Regions from separate parts of the Zea mays genome. Here region 1 is linked to region 2. A link is a contact called in public Hi-C data. All regions are on one chromosome and are shown on one strand. The core of a region is the stretch at or near the end of the contact, and the rest is flanking DNA. Distances in the headings are between cores, read along the strand shown.

What was found. A called contact is a pair of places that touch in the nucleus more often than the background predicts.
Region 1: a Hi-C map of leaf shows a contact between it and region 2, with 6 times the contacts expected there. The contact joins the promoter of LOC103626763 here to the enhancer-like site in region 2. A contact is called at or near these places in 6 of 25 Hi-C or Micro-C datasets (ear, leaf, leaf mesophyll and 1 more).

The regions. Positions count from the first base shown.
Region 1 is chr5:103,812,057-103,819,362 of Zm-B73-REFERENCE-NAM-5.0, forward strand. LOC103626763 (auxin-induced protein 15A) reads left to right here and starts at 5,863. Exons shown (of 1, transcript XM_008647132.2): 1 at 5,863-7,306. It overlaps LOC109939519 (a long non-coding RNA gene), which reads left to right and starts at 744. Exons shown (of 2, transcript XR_002261985.3): 1 at 744-1,246; 2 at 2,994-3,179.
Region 2 is chr5:103,726,315-103,733,035 of Zm-B73-REFERENCE-NAM-5.0, forward strand. No RefSeq gene overlaps it. Among protein-coding and RNA genes, the nearest start is that of LOC109939519, 83 kb to the right of the region's middle. Within about 2 kb of position 2,312, at least 17 of the 20 cell types and tissues checked have an H3K27ac peak or open chromatin away from gene starts, as enhancers often do. A contact at or near this core is called in ear, leaf, leaf mesophyll and 1 more, where this site is marked.

The DNA.
Region 1 (7,306 bases), core at 4,613-7,112, 89 kb after region 2:
CATCATCACACAGTGCTCAAATAATATCGGAAAGAAGTATTACTTTATTACATCATGATGTCCGAAACATCCACATAGTCATTAACTTAAACATAAATCAAAGTGCTAAACGAAACGTAGTATGATAAGGCCTTCATAGGCAGCCGACCGGGGGTTTGCCGCTAATCTACCCTAGAACTCATCATAGTCCTGAAACTCCTAAAAGTCCTCCTTGTTGCCTTCATCTTCTACTGAGCAATGGTTGCAATGGGACAACCTGGTGTGTAACACCTAAAAATCCTATGATAAGCTTTTAGCAAAGTTCTCCGCAAAAGTTTAAGATAGAATACCTTTTAGAGAATTCCTCTACCATTGAAATTGCTTATCCTAAAATAAATATGGTCTCTAATAAAGATTTTATAAAAAATCCCTATATGAATTTAGTTATCCCTTTGTTTGAATAGTCTATTAACGATTTTGTACACTAGAAATTATTTTCTTAAAATTCCTACTTTTAAGTGTATGAATTTCATATTTAAAAGCATCATTAGCATAATAAATAAGTAAATCAATAAAACAATGGAATTGCCTTCATGCCAAGATTTATTTGAATGATTGCATATTGTCTGGAATCCAGATTAAAGTAAAATTTGAATCAAGTTTGAATTTGTAGTTTGAAATAAAACATAAAATAGAAAAGGGAAACAAAAAAGGGAAAACCTCACCTGGGCCATGTACCACTCACTTGGCCCCACTGCCTTACTTGTGTCAGCCCAACACCGGCCCGTCAGCCTCTCCACACCGCGCGCTAGTGTTGCCTTAAGTCACCGGTGGTTGGGGCCCACCTTTCGGGTCCCTCCCCTTCGTCATCTCCGAACCGGTGTGAGCACCAAAAACTCCATGGATCTCGCATAACAAACACCGTAGCTGCCTTCGCTTGCAGGCTCCTCTCGCGGCCATATAAGCCGACTCCCCTCTGCAGTCTCCCTCGCGTCCGGGTTCCGTGAACCACCCCGAGGCCAGTAGTTGAAAGCTCTGTCTACATCACCGGGCGAGCGTATAGAAAGGTAGGAGCCCGTCATTGGAGGAACTTCGATTTGCCATCCTTGATGCACCTGGGGCGGGCCAGGGAGATGCGCCTAGCATCTGGGAGGGTTCTCTTGGGATTCGCTTATGAAGAGCTCGATCAGTTTCTGAACGGTGCAATGGCTCCATCGCGTGCCGCACCGTGCCGTGGGTGGCTCTCCAGACATCGTATCTGTCTCCGGTAAGTTCCCAGCTACTTTTGCCACGTTCGTAGAATCGTGTAGCTGCTGACCAATTTGAGTTTGGTGCTCGGGAGGGCCGTTCGGGCATCTTGTCGGCGGTGCTCCACCGTGGGAGTCACGAGCGCCGCCGTGGTTGGCATATGCCGTCATGGGGATGAAGGGAATGGCTGCTCGATCTGTATTGTGCGGTGTAGATTAGACAGCCGGATAACTCTTCGTCATTGCTGATCGTGGCTATCGATCGTAGTATCCACGTGTGAGATGGGGTTCGGACTTCATAGAATTCGGGCCGTCGGATCTCGATTCAGTGGTGACTATCACGTACTGATTTACTGGTGATGGGATCTAATCTGATCCGTTGGTTTAAGATCTAGGGGCCGAAAAGGAAGCACGTGACATAGCCAACTAGTTTTTCATAAAGAACCCCCCCAAAAAAGTTCATAAACTAAGCTGATGTCCATTGTAGTTGTAAAATCATTGCACCAGGTCCTTTATTTTGCAGACTAACCCCTGGACTCCCTAAATATATTAACCGTTGTCCTTTTGAAAACTTAAATTTATAAAATGAATCAGGAGTTTCATAAAAGCCTTTATTAAACACATTTTAAGTGTAAAAAATTATTTTATAAATGTATAAAAACCATAACTCCTCTGTTTTAGATCTGATTAAACCCACTCCAGTTGCAGTAACTTAGTAATTAAATTTCCTACACATTAACAACATTATTTTATCATATAACATTCTACATTCTACATTGGAGAAGAACCTGGGGTTGCACCAAAAAGGAAAGTTGTGCCCTTGATCACTTTTCTTTACCTAATAATGTTCCGGTCAATCACTATGACATGCTCATGTTAATTTGATGGGACCTAATAGGTTACCCTAGTTTTGTTCACCATACACCTTGCAAACAAATAAACTATTGGGTAGACTCGCTATTGCTCTACCTAGTTTTGTGATTAATGTTATATCTAAATTATATATGATCATGTTCCATTATTTTTGTTGATTTGATTATTGTTCATGATAAGATTATTATGTTAATTGGAACATGGAGAACCACCCAGGAAAATAGTGCTACCACAAGGGTGGAATGGGACGCCCTTGGCTGACTAATTAGGAAAACTACTGGAGGACTACGTTACCCAAAAGAGGCAAGGGCGATAGAGGAGTTGCCGGTGTAGGGAGCTCTCGGGTCGATCATGCTGCGATGGCTTTTCGAATGAGGGATTCCTATATCGCTCTTCTCACAAAATCGTAGCAAGTTTTCTGAAGCTAGTGGAACTTTATAAAGGCCTCGTAGTGGATCCCTAACCATTCAGCTCAGAAGTGTCTAAGTGCCTTGCAAACCCTGGCTAGATGGGATACACGACTTGTGGGTAAAGGGAGCAACCTCTGCAGAGTGTAAAACTGCTATATCAGTCGTGCTCACGGTCTTGAGCGGCTCGGACCCTCACATGAGTAACTTATGGAATTAAACTTAATCTATCGTTTGCATTGCATTGTGGGATTTATTATTAATTGTGATATCTTATTTTATTGGAATGGTATCTACTTATACTTAGTAAATGCTAATGAAATTTTGACCAACTTGTTAAAAGCAACACTCAGCCTTAACCATTCTATTTGGTAAGCCTTACACTTCACATGAGCCCCACCGTAAGTGAGCCCATGCACATTATTCCCCAAAACTTGTTGAGCGATGAATGTATGTGAGCTCACCCTTGTTGTACTCACACCCCTAGGTCAAGAACATGTATCGATAAGACGAGGAGCATGAAGGATGCCATGATGAGTTCGTGAGAGGTCTAGGCCATCGTCTCCCAGTCAACTATGGTTGTGGAGGATCGTTGTCTCCATATGTTGTAATTATATAACTATTTTGAACAGAACTCCTATTATATAGTAAAGATGTGATATCCGTTTCTGTACCATGAGTTATCATATGTGTGAGACTTGATCCTATCACACATTTGATTCATGCCTGGATTTGCCCTTAAATCCGGGTGTGACATGATGTTTGGTGTTTAAGCAAGGGTGAGTACACATCAACGTACTCAGCAAATGTCCTGTTTGGCTAAAGTGGACTAGCTATATGTGGGGTTAAGCTCAAAGCAGTTGCTTTTAGTTGGTCAGGTACTTATCATTAGTAGAAGCCAAGTTTTATCATAGGACCCAAGTTGATATCCCAAAAGAAAGCACCTCCTCAAAGAGGAAAGTACCATATATCATAAGTATAGCCATCATCATTAAACCATCTTCATCGAGGTATCCAAAATGACTCTAATCAAAGGAGCTCCCAAAGCTCCTCATAACCGTGAGCACGACTGATATACCAGTTTCTAACCCTCTCCATAGGTTGCACACTTTACCCATGAGCCATGATTCCTTTTCTGCCTGGGGATATGACTCCCCATTGATCACTTACTAGGTGGTCTGGTAGGGTATCACTACGTGGCCTTTACAATTATTCCCTAGAGGTCATAGCCGCCTGTTAGGTTTCTCCAATTTGATAAACACAGTATCTCTCCCCGCAGGAGGGGTGACTAACAAAAGCAAATCGAACGAACCTCGGCACCCAACCTCGTAAGAGCAAGTACTATGCCTGGACCCCATTTACGGCACAATGGAAGCAAACTACACTTCAAGTTCCTCTAATCAGTCAGCTAAGAGCGTCCCATACCACCCTCATGGTTGTACTGCTTTCTCGAGTGGTCGTCCAATGAACAGGTCCTTATGGGGAGGTGCTTGGGAAACAACCCGAGTCTCCTTTAGTACCACAAGCTCATCATCATAACTAGAACAACATCATTGTATCATAAAGTATTCTCGTCATGTTCATTAATTAAAGTAAAGCACTAGCATGATATTAACCATAATAGTCAAATCCCAAAAGGGTAATCAAGGACAGGATAAACAGAAAACTAGTCAATCCTTAGGTTGGTCATGGTATGCGGGACAATGAATTGTAAAGTGAGTAGGACATCATGGGTCAGAGGACACTTGCCTTCACTAAGTTGCTGCTTAGGGAAATCTCCTATAACTCCCTCGGGAACCACGGACTGCTCGCTGTCTACACAAAGCAATCATCCATTCAACACACTTGGGGAATACTAAAAGAATAGTACGCCAAACATATGCAACACAGGTTGAACAAAAAGGGACAGGCAGTGAGGTGTTCCCTAAACCTAGGTTAGATCACTATACAATTTGGTTCACTATTCACTAATCAAGTCCATGTTATTATAGTACTTGTTCAAATAAAGTTAGTTGAGTAATAGGATCATTCATTAGATGGTGTTAAGCCCTAAAACTAGAACATTTGATATGGTCCCCTATTCTTAATTATTTTAATTCAAGGCTCTACACACTTTATTACAACTAGGAGTTAACCATTAATTAAATTATCAAGACAGAAGATGAACATACCGCTAACATGTGGACAAAATTATCATGAACCTTTTGCAATTCGAATCACTTAAATCGGAATTTCTATGTAAAAGTTATAGGGTCTTCAAGTCTTAGGGACTAAAACGTAAATAACTATAGACTTTAGGGGCCAGCAGGGCAGTTTCCCTAGACCCAGGCCGCAGGCACGCAATTTCAGAGAAAGACAAGGACCTTAGCACAAAAGCGCGTGGGCGCCGATGAGGGGAGACATCACGTGGCGGCTGGCTATTGGCTGCGGCCGGCCACACGGCGGCCTACACTGTTGGGGCACGGGGGACCCCGAGGAATCAGGGATGGCGCACGACCGATCTCGTGAGGCATGAGTGCGTGCAGGTAAGGGCAGGTGGCTTCTCCGGCGTGCGACAGATGGCCGAGGAGAGGTGGGACGCGGTGCGCGTGGTGGTGTGGGGCCAGGGGGCCTAGCAGTCAGTGGGTGGGGAGAAGGCGCGTGCGCTAGCGCGCTGGTGGGTGGCGCAAAGGACATCCCACTAACAGGCGGGGCCTAGACGCTAGGGCCTTTGTCTCCCTCGCTTATGCATGGCGCAGGGCGGCTTAACCGCGGTCAGCGGCTTCTGTGGCTTGACCTAGAGGCACAGGGCCACCGTGGGCGCTCGCCGGAGAGGTCAGAGGGGGGAGGGAGTAGACGACCACGACTCACCTTGGGGCGGCTCCACTGACCCGATGACGTGGAGCTCCTCCTCAAATCGACCTCTGGCAAGCTCCGGCGGCGTGAGGCGGTTGGCGACTTTGACGACGGTAGCAGGCAAGCCAACGACAGCGGTGCGGCGCGGGCAACAAGGGTAGGTCATGCATGGGGGGAAGGGGGCTTTATGCACCCAAGCTCCGGTCATGGAGGGTGGGTGGGCGACATGCGCGAGGGGAGGGAATGGCAGGTGGGGTCAAGCGATGTGGACGCAGGGGTTATCGCGGGGTGGGGATGACAAGTGGGCCAGGGGCTAGGCGCGCGTGCCCACGCACAGGGAACTCCGCTCGGCCGGTTATGGGGATAGGGGAGCTGACCGGTGCGGCTGGGAGTCATCGGGAGCGAGGGGCCAGGCACGTCGGTAGAGCCACTGAGAGGCGGGCCTTAGCGAGATTGGGGGTGCAGGCCACGGTTGGCCGCGGGGGGGGGAGCTCAGCCGAGCGGGGCTAGGTCACAGGTGAGGCGCCGAGTGGGCCACAGGTGGGCCAAGGCCGAGAGAGGGAGAGAGTTTTTCCTTTTACTTTTATTTTCTCTTTTGGATTCAATTTCAAACCTGCCACAAATTCAAATTGGAACTCCTCAAGCATAGGCATCAAACAAAAATAAAGTTTTGGGTTCAACAAGATGCAACACTTCATACTCCCTTGGAGTTTTGCGTACTAGAGTATAATTACATTTCCAAATAAAACAACCACTCCTCTACTCTAGGAAAGAAAAAAGAAATGGGGAGAGAGGAGAAGAGAGGTAACACCTGAATTTGGTGGATATTAGAGAAGAAGTTTATACCCCCAATTTTAGGGTGTTACAAATCCACCCCCTTAACAGAATCTCGCCCTCGAGATTCAAGGTTGGCTAGCAAAGAGTTCGGGATACTTGGCTCTGAGGTCATCTTCCCTTTCCCAGGTTGCTTCTTCTTCAGAATGATGGCTCCATTTGACTTTGTACAGCCTGATGGTGCTCCTTTGAGTGACCATGTCTGCTGTTTTAAGAATTTGGGTTGGCTTCTCTATGTATGTCAAGTCTTCTTGGACTTCAAGATCCACGGTTAGCAACTGCTCTTCTGGTACTCGCAAATATTTCTTTAGCTAAGATACGTGGAAAACATCATGCACCGCTGCCAGGTTTTCTGGTAGGCTGAGCTGGTAGGCAACTTCTCCACGTCTTGCCTGAATTTGGTACGACCCGATATATCGAGATGCTAACTTTCCCTTGACTCCGAACCTGCTAACTCCTCTTATTCGCAACAGATGAGAATCAATCCCACAACCCTCACATGAAGCATCCTCTACAACTCCACCCATGACATGACTTGTGTCAAGTGTGGGATTTTGTTGCCCACATATTACAACAAACCAAATGTAAATTGATTGTTTAAGGGTGTAAATGAATTCAAACGAAAAGGTTGTTGACTACAAAGTTAAATGACTTTTTAAGTTCTACTACTTTTATTTTGATACTTTTTCTATCCGGGATCGTTTGCATTTCAAATTTGACAAATTCAAATGCAATTTTGGCAGCCCAAATAATTTCAAATGAAAGGTTGTCAACTTTAAAATTTCATAACTTTTAGAAATCTACATCTTTTACATACTAGGTCGTTTCAAAAATTCACTGGCGTTTCATTGAGTTGGACGAACTATTTTATTTCGCTGGCGTTCTACAGCCAAAACCGTCCGTAAAAATTAGGCACTACCACATGCATAGAGTTTTTTTTCTATTAGTGATAGAACCAATCCAAACAATAATTAATTAGGAGCGAAACATTTTTATCACATCATATTACAGAAACAAACACTAGAGTAATGCAGCAGCCACGGCCACATGCACAACCCCACAGAATGTGCTGACTGCCAGTCTGCCACAGAACGGAGGCATCCCCAAACACCTCTATTTATACCCCATTAG
Region 2 (6,721 bases), core at 1,062-3,561:
AGATCTGTCGTAGTTTACAAGATATGTGGGCGCCAAGTCTTGTCTATCTGCACTGTTCACCAGCGATAAAAATGATGCCAAACCATGTCAAATGGCACTGGTTTGGTTTCAAACTTTTCAGGGGTGTGCCTTGGGTAATTTGGCCACTTTTTGTTATTTGGTCCAAGTGATTTTGGCGCCAACACAAAGGTGAACACATCTGATCTTTAGGCTAGGGTTGGTTTTGAGACTTAGAGAAATTTTTGATGGCTCTATTGTGCTCTCCACTTGGTTAACTGATTTGGGGTTTTTGTTGGGCCTTTTTGTAATATCTTCCTTAATACATTTGGTAGATTTTCTAATATACTTCATCTTTGGTAAAGGTTTCCTTTCATGATTTGGTCATTTGCCCACTCTTTCCCCTTTAATCCCATGTTTAGGGTTTAATGGCTTAAGAGGGGAATTAGGGTTTTGGAATCTTTTTCATGAGTGAGAATGTATGAAGGCTAGGGTTTCCTTCTTGTTATGATCAATACTTAGCTTAATCATGATTCTAAGCTTTTAGTGCCTTCACTTTCTAATCTAGCATATAGGATAAGTAGGACATAAGTGTGCTCCTTTTGCTAGGGCCTTAGGTAACACCTGGGGTGTTACAGGCATTCCCTTAACTTTGGAGCCATTTGGTTCTTGATCAAGTGAGAGAATTACCATGAACCTTATGGCAAAGTTGTAGTCCCTCTATTAGTGAACAAGTTTCTCACAGGGAGTTAGGCCTAGTGTTATTCAAAAACTAGAGTAAAATGCCCCTAAAGTTGGGCTGTCAGACAAGGCAAGGAGGGATTCAGACTGAAACCTTTGTAATACCCAACTTTTATATAGAAGTGGAGTTAATATCTCTATATGGATGTGCTTGCAATTGTGATCATATGTAAAGTAAATGGAAATAAATCTTGCATAGCATGCTGATGTTTTTGTATGAGTTGCATATTAATGGGAATCTAATTATTCAAACCCTACTAGGATTTAAAATTTAAAAAGGAAAAATGTGAAAATTAAATCTAGAAAGAAAATTTTAATAAAGTCAACTACCCCTTCCCTAATTAAGCAAAAGGGAGAGAAAAAATAATATTATTGCAAAAAAGTAGAATTTATATTCCTATTAGATTCTATTATATATTTGCAAAACTAAAAATTCAAAGTCAGAATTCGAGTTTTGTTTGAATCTTTGATTTGGGAATAAAATATAAATTATATAAAAAAGAGAAGAAGCAGACAGCTGGGCCGCCACTCCACATTTTGGCCCAGTCATCTACCGCGCGCAGCCTAGCTCTTGTCTCCGAGCACCGGCGCCAACAGCCTGACCTACCTGACAGCCTCACAGGCCGTTCCTTCCGTGCCCGCATTTACAATGGCATCCGAGGCCCACGCGCCAGCCTCCTCTCTGTTGTGCAGTCACCGCCGGCTAGGCCCACTTGGCTGGTTGTCATCAACACCAGAGTTGGCGGAGCTCGCAACCACCTTCGTTGATGTTGTCAGAGCACTAGGTCAGCCCCAGATGGGTTCTTTGCTTCGTCCATGGGATATAAACCCCCCAAACCATCGTACTCCTAACTCCTCCATTCGAATCACACCCAGGAACATCGAGAGTCACGGTGAGGTCACCGTGCAGTGAGGGTATTGGGCCGTCGGAGTCACATCGCGTATTCTGTGTCATCAAGTTGTCAAACTCAGGATTGTGAGCTTCGTCGTGTCATGAGGAAATCGTCTGTGGCCTCGTCGGGCGGAGCAATCAATTGAGGATCCCGAAATTTCTCACCGGAGTCGTAGACTCGCGGTGGTGCCACTCGTCGCCGCGGACCAGGCCATCCCCTGCGTCAATTAACGGTAAGTGCAACCACGTCTAGTCCGTAATCTGCTGCACTTCATCTGGATCCGAGGGCCGGTTGGGGGTGCCTATGGCGCCGTTTAGGGTTGCTCGCCGGTGAGCCCCGCCGTGGAGAAGGGCGGTGGTGCGTTCCATCGCCACGGGGAGGAGAAGATAGTTGTCTACCATCCGTTTCGTAGTGGACGGATGAGATTAGATTGGGGTCTGTGATGGTTGGGACCATTGGTCTGGTGATGATCGGTTTGGGTTAGATGAAGGGAAGCATTTTACGCAGATGAATCTGAGTCATTTGATCTAAATCAAACGAGTAGAATCAGATCTCTAGTGTTTAAAATCCACATCATTGATATCGACGTGTGGTATTGCATACCGGTTCATCCACGTATTAGTCTAATCTGGAGCGTTGAACTCAGATCGGATGGCCGATCTGCGTCCGCCACTCTGTAACCAGCTCTATTTTGCAGTTGAGCCCTCGGGAAAATGCAAATCAACCCGCCGTCCACGCTAGAGTGAAGAAGTGTAGCGGCTTCGTCCTTAGGTTTATGAAAAAGACCCTTCGCTTTCACAATATTATGTCCGCAGTCCAGAACCGTTTAAATTATTCAGGAATAAAACAGAAAATGATTTCTAGTATAAAAATAATTCCAGAAACTTATTTAATTCATAACTAATTCATTTTAACTTCTTTTTGACCCATTCCAGTTGCATTAATTTCATATTAATATTGTTTATCATATGGTAACCCTGTTTTGTCATGAAACATAGATTAAAATTATGCACTTAATTTATTCTATATCATACACTTAAAACTTCGGAAAATCATAATTCATTAACCGTAACTCCGAATTTAGTGGTTCTCGAACCTGTGATCTCGTTATGATACATAAAATATTATCATGGATTATGTTCTAATGTTTGGTGTAATGTTAATTTCTCCTATAACATGTCTGTTTGTATTTTTGCGAGTAGACGAGCAAGCAACCGAGGAGACAGGTGCTCAGCAGGTGGAAAATACTGAGCAGGAACTCGTTGAAGGCAAGTTATGCCCTTGACCACTTTTATTTACCCAATAATGTTCTCTATAATCACTTTGGCATGTTTAGGCTTAATTTTGATGGGACCCAATAGGTCACCCTAGTCTTCTTTATCTTGTGCCTTGATCACCACTGAACTTTTGAGTAGTCCTGCTATTGCTATATGTGGTTTTGGGTGTTGAGATAAATTTTACACATGATCATTCTTTATTATTACTATTGATTATTTATTGTTAATGATAAGATTACTGTGTTAATTGGAACATGAAGAACCACCCGGGAAAACAGTGCTACCACAAGGGTGGAATGGGCACCCTTGGCTAGGTAATTAGGAAAGCTAGGGAGAAATTACCTTACCTAAAAGGGGCAAGAGGGGAGGCGTCGCTGCAGCGTATAGGGAGGTTCTTGGGTCGGACTGTCTATCTAGCTTTCTGGAAGGGGGATTCCTATGCTTCCTTCTTCCTGAATCCGTAGCGGGTTTTCTCAAACTAGTGGAACTTTGGAAAGACCTTTAAGTGCCCCTGCCTTGTCTCCTCGATAGAGATGAATGGGACTTCTGGACCCCTTGGCAAATGGGTAGCATGGCTTGTGGGTAAAGATGCGCAACCTCTGTAGAGTGTAAAACTGGTATATCAGTCGTGCTCACAGTCATGAGCGGCTCGGACACTCACATGATTAATTTATGGAAGTAAATTTAATTTGTCATTTGCATCACATGGTGGTTTAGTATTAATTTTGATCTACTATTACCTTGGGTTGGTATACACTTACATTTAGTAACTGCTAATAAAATTTGACCAACTTATTAAAAGCAATTCTCAGCTTAACCATTATTTGTTGATCAGCCTTACACTTCACATGAACTCCCACCTTTGGTGAGTTCATGCACATTATTCTCCACAACTTGTTGAGCTGAGAACACGCTGTTGTGATATCCTAGCCCCTGGAATGGTGATATCCTGGCCCAAGGCTTAATAGAATTAATAAAGTATCCATGCCAACAAAATGCACCTTTGGCTTAATAGAATTAATAGAGTATCCATGCCAACAAGAGCGTATCTCAAAAGAACCTCCAAGTTAAGTGTGCTTGTCTTGGAGAAATTTGGGATGGGTGACCGACCGGGAAGTTTTCTCGGGTACGCATGAGTGAGGACAAATTGCGCACAAAAGACCCGTGTTGGTTTGTGGGGACAATATATGATCCTAGAGAGCTGCCAGGAGTAAGTACCACCGGTCCAGGGATTGGACAGGGTGTTACAAGTGGTATCAGAGCCGACCCTCACAGTTTCATGGGCGTGTGTGGGTTAGGGGTTCGAGTATATGGCGCATGGCGCATGTGGGCCCAGAGTGGTCACATGGCATGGCATATGACGACATTAGACACACAGACGTGGCTAAGAGGGAAGGTTCCTGGATTGGGGTTGATCGACGAGAACATCGGTCTTCTAAGGGGGGGTGGATTGTGCTATCCTGGCCCTGGGATGGTGATATCCTGGTCCAAGGCTTAATAAAATTAATAGAGTATCCATATCAACAAGGTGCATCTTCTTTTTTGGAAGCCTATCTCAAAAGAACCTCCAAGTTAAGCATGCTTGGCTTGAAGCAATTTGGGATGGGTGACCAACCGGGAAGTTTTGTTAGGTGTGCATGAGTGAGGACAAAGTGCGCACAAAAGACCCGTGTTGGTCTGTTGGGATAATATATGATCCTAGAGGGCTGCCAGGAGTAAGTACCGCCAATCCAGGGATTGGATAGGGTGCTACAACTGCGCAACAAGACTCTCATACCTATCAGCGTCGATGGGATCAATGTGTGCTTCCTCATTTTTTTCATGGTTAGTGGCAATCATAGCATGACTAGTTTCCTCAGAATCACTAGCTGAAGAGTACTCACCATTATCACGTATAAGCAAGGTACGCTTGTTCGGGAAGTCCTGAATCATGTGTCCAAATCCTCGGCAACGATGGCACTGAATATCCCGTGTATGTCCTGTGGAAGAAACGATGCCTTTGGTGGAAGGCGCTGCAGGCTTGGTTGTCCCTGTGCGCGGTGTAGTGCTAGGCGTAGGAGACATAGGGCTAGAAGGAGTTGAGCTGTGTGTCGGACCCCGTCCTGCAAAAGAGTTAGTATATGTCTTCGATCGTCATCCCTGCACTTCATGTTTAGCTTTGCAAGCATATTCAAACAATGTGGTGATATGAAAATAATCCTTATAATCAAGTATATCCTGAATTTCCCTATTCAAAGCACCATGAAAACGTGCCATAGCAGCGTCATCCGATTCTACCAAACCACAATGAATCATGCCCTTTTGTAACTCCTGCTAATATTCCTCAACAGATTGTGAACCTTGTTGAAAACGCTGCATTTTGTTAACCAAATCATGGGCATAATAGGAAGAAACAAATATGTGGCGCGTGACATTTTTTAATTGAGTCCAAGTAATGACACTGTTAGTGGGAAGTTTTTGTTTATACTCACGCCATAGAGGGGCGCAGCCCCTGGTGGTGGCCAAGGTGGGAAAACACAATCCTAGGGGTGGCCCATCCTAGGTCCTCCACCTTGGGCCGCAGTTGGGTCGATCGTCTATTCTTCTGGTCCCTCATTATTCAATAGCATGACGATGTTAAGATCTCTTGCACGGACCCGAGTGATTGGCCCAGCTAATGAAGGAAGTGGGCAAGTGGCGCCTGAGGTGGAGTTGGCCAAGTTGAGGAGGGAAGTGGCGCCTAAGGTGGAGGTGCTGCAGGTGTAGTCGTACTCATGTTGCAGTTGATGTCCTCATCAGGAACCATTTCTTTGTTTTTCGCAATGAACATGCCCAATCCACTACTTTAGGTCTAAACTCATGTATAGAGTGGTTTCGCGCGATTTCGTTGCCCCACGTCACCTATTCCAAAAATGGGGTATCGAGGGTGCATACAAAGCATGAGTTTTTTACACCAGAACCTTTTATTCGTTTTTGCAACGAACATCCCCAATCCACTACTTTAGGACAGGAACTCATGTTTGGGGTGGTTTCGCGTGATTTTGTTGTCGTATGTCACCCATTCCAAAAATGGGTATCAGGGTGCATACAAAGCATGAGTTTTTGCCACGGGAACCATTTCTTCGTTTTTCGCAACAAACATGCCCAATCCACTACTTTAGGTCCAAAACTTAAGTTTGGGTGGTTTCGCGCAATTTTGTTGCCGCACATCACCCATCCCGAAAACGGGTATCGGGGTGCATAGAAAGCTTGAGTTTTTGCCACCGGAACCATTTCTTCGTTTTCGCAACGAACAAGCCCAATCAACTACTTTAGGTCCAAAACTCATTTTTGTGGTGGTTTCGTGCAGTTTCGTTGCCGCACGTCACCCAATCCGAAAATGGGTATCGGGGTGCATAGAAAGCATGAGGTTTTGCCACCGGAACAATTTCTTTGTTTTTCGCAACGAACATGACCAATCCAATACTTTAGGTACAAAACTCAAGTTTGGGGTGGTTTCGTGCAATTTTGTTGCCCCACGTCACCCATTCCGAAAACGGGTATCGAGGAGCATAGAAAGCATGAGTTTTTGCCACTAGAACCTTTTCTTCGTTTTCGCAATGAACAAGCCCAATCTACTACTTTAGGTCCAAAACTCATCATTGAGGTGGTTTTGTGCAATTTCGCTACCGCACGTCATCCATTCCGAAAACGAGTATCGGGGTGCATAGAAAGCATGAGTTTTTGCCACCGGAAAAATTTCTTTGTTTTTCGCAACGAACATGCCCAATCCACTACTTTAGGTACAAAACTCAAGTTTGGGGTGGTTTCGCGTGATTTTGTTACCGCACGTTA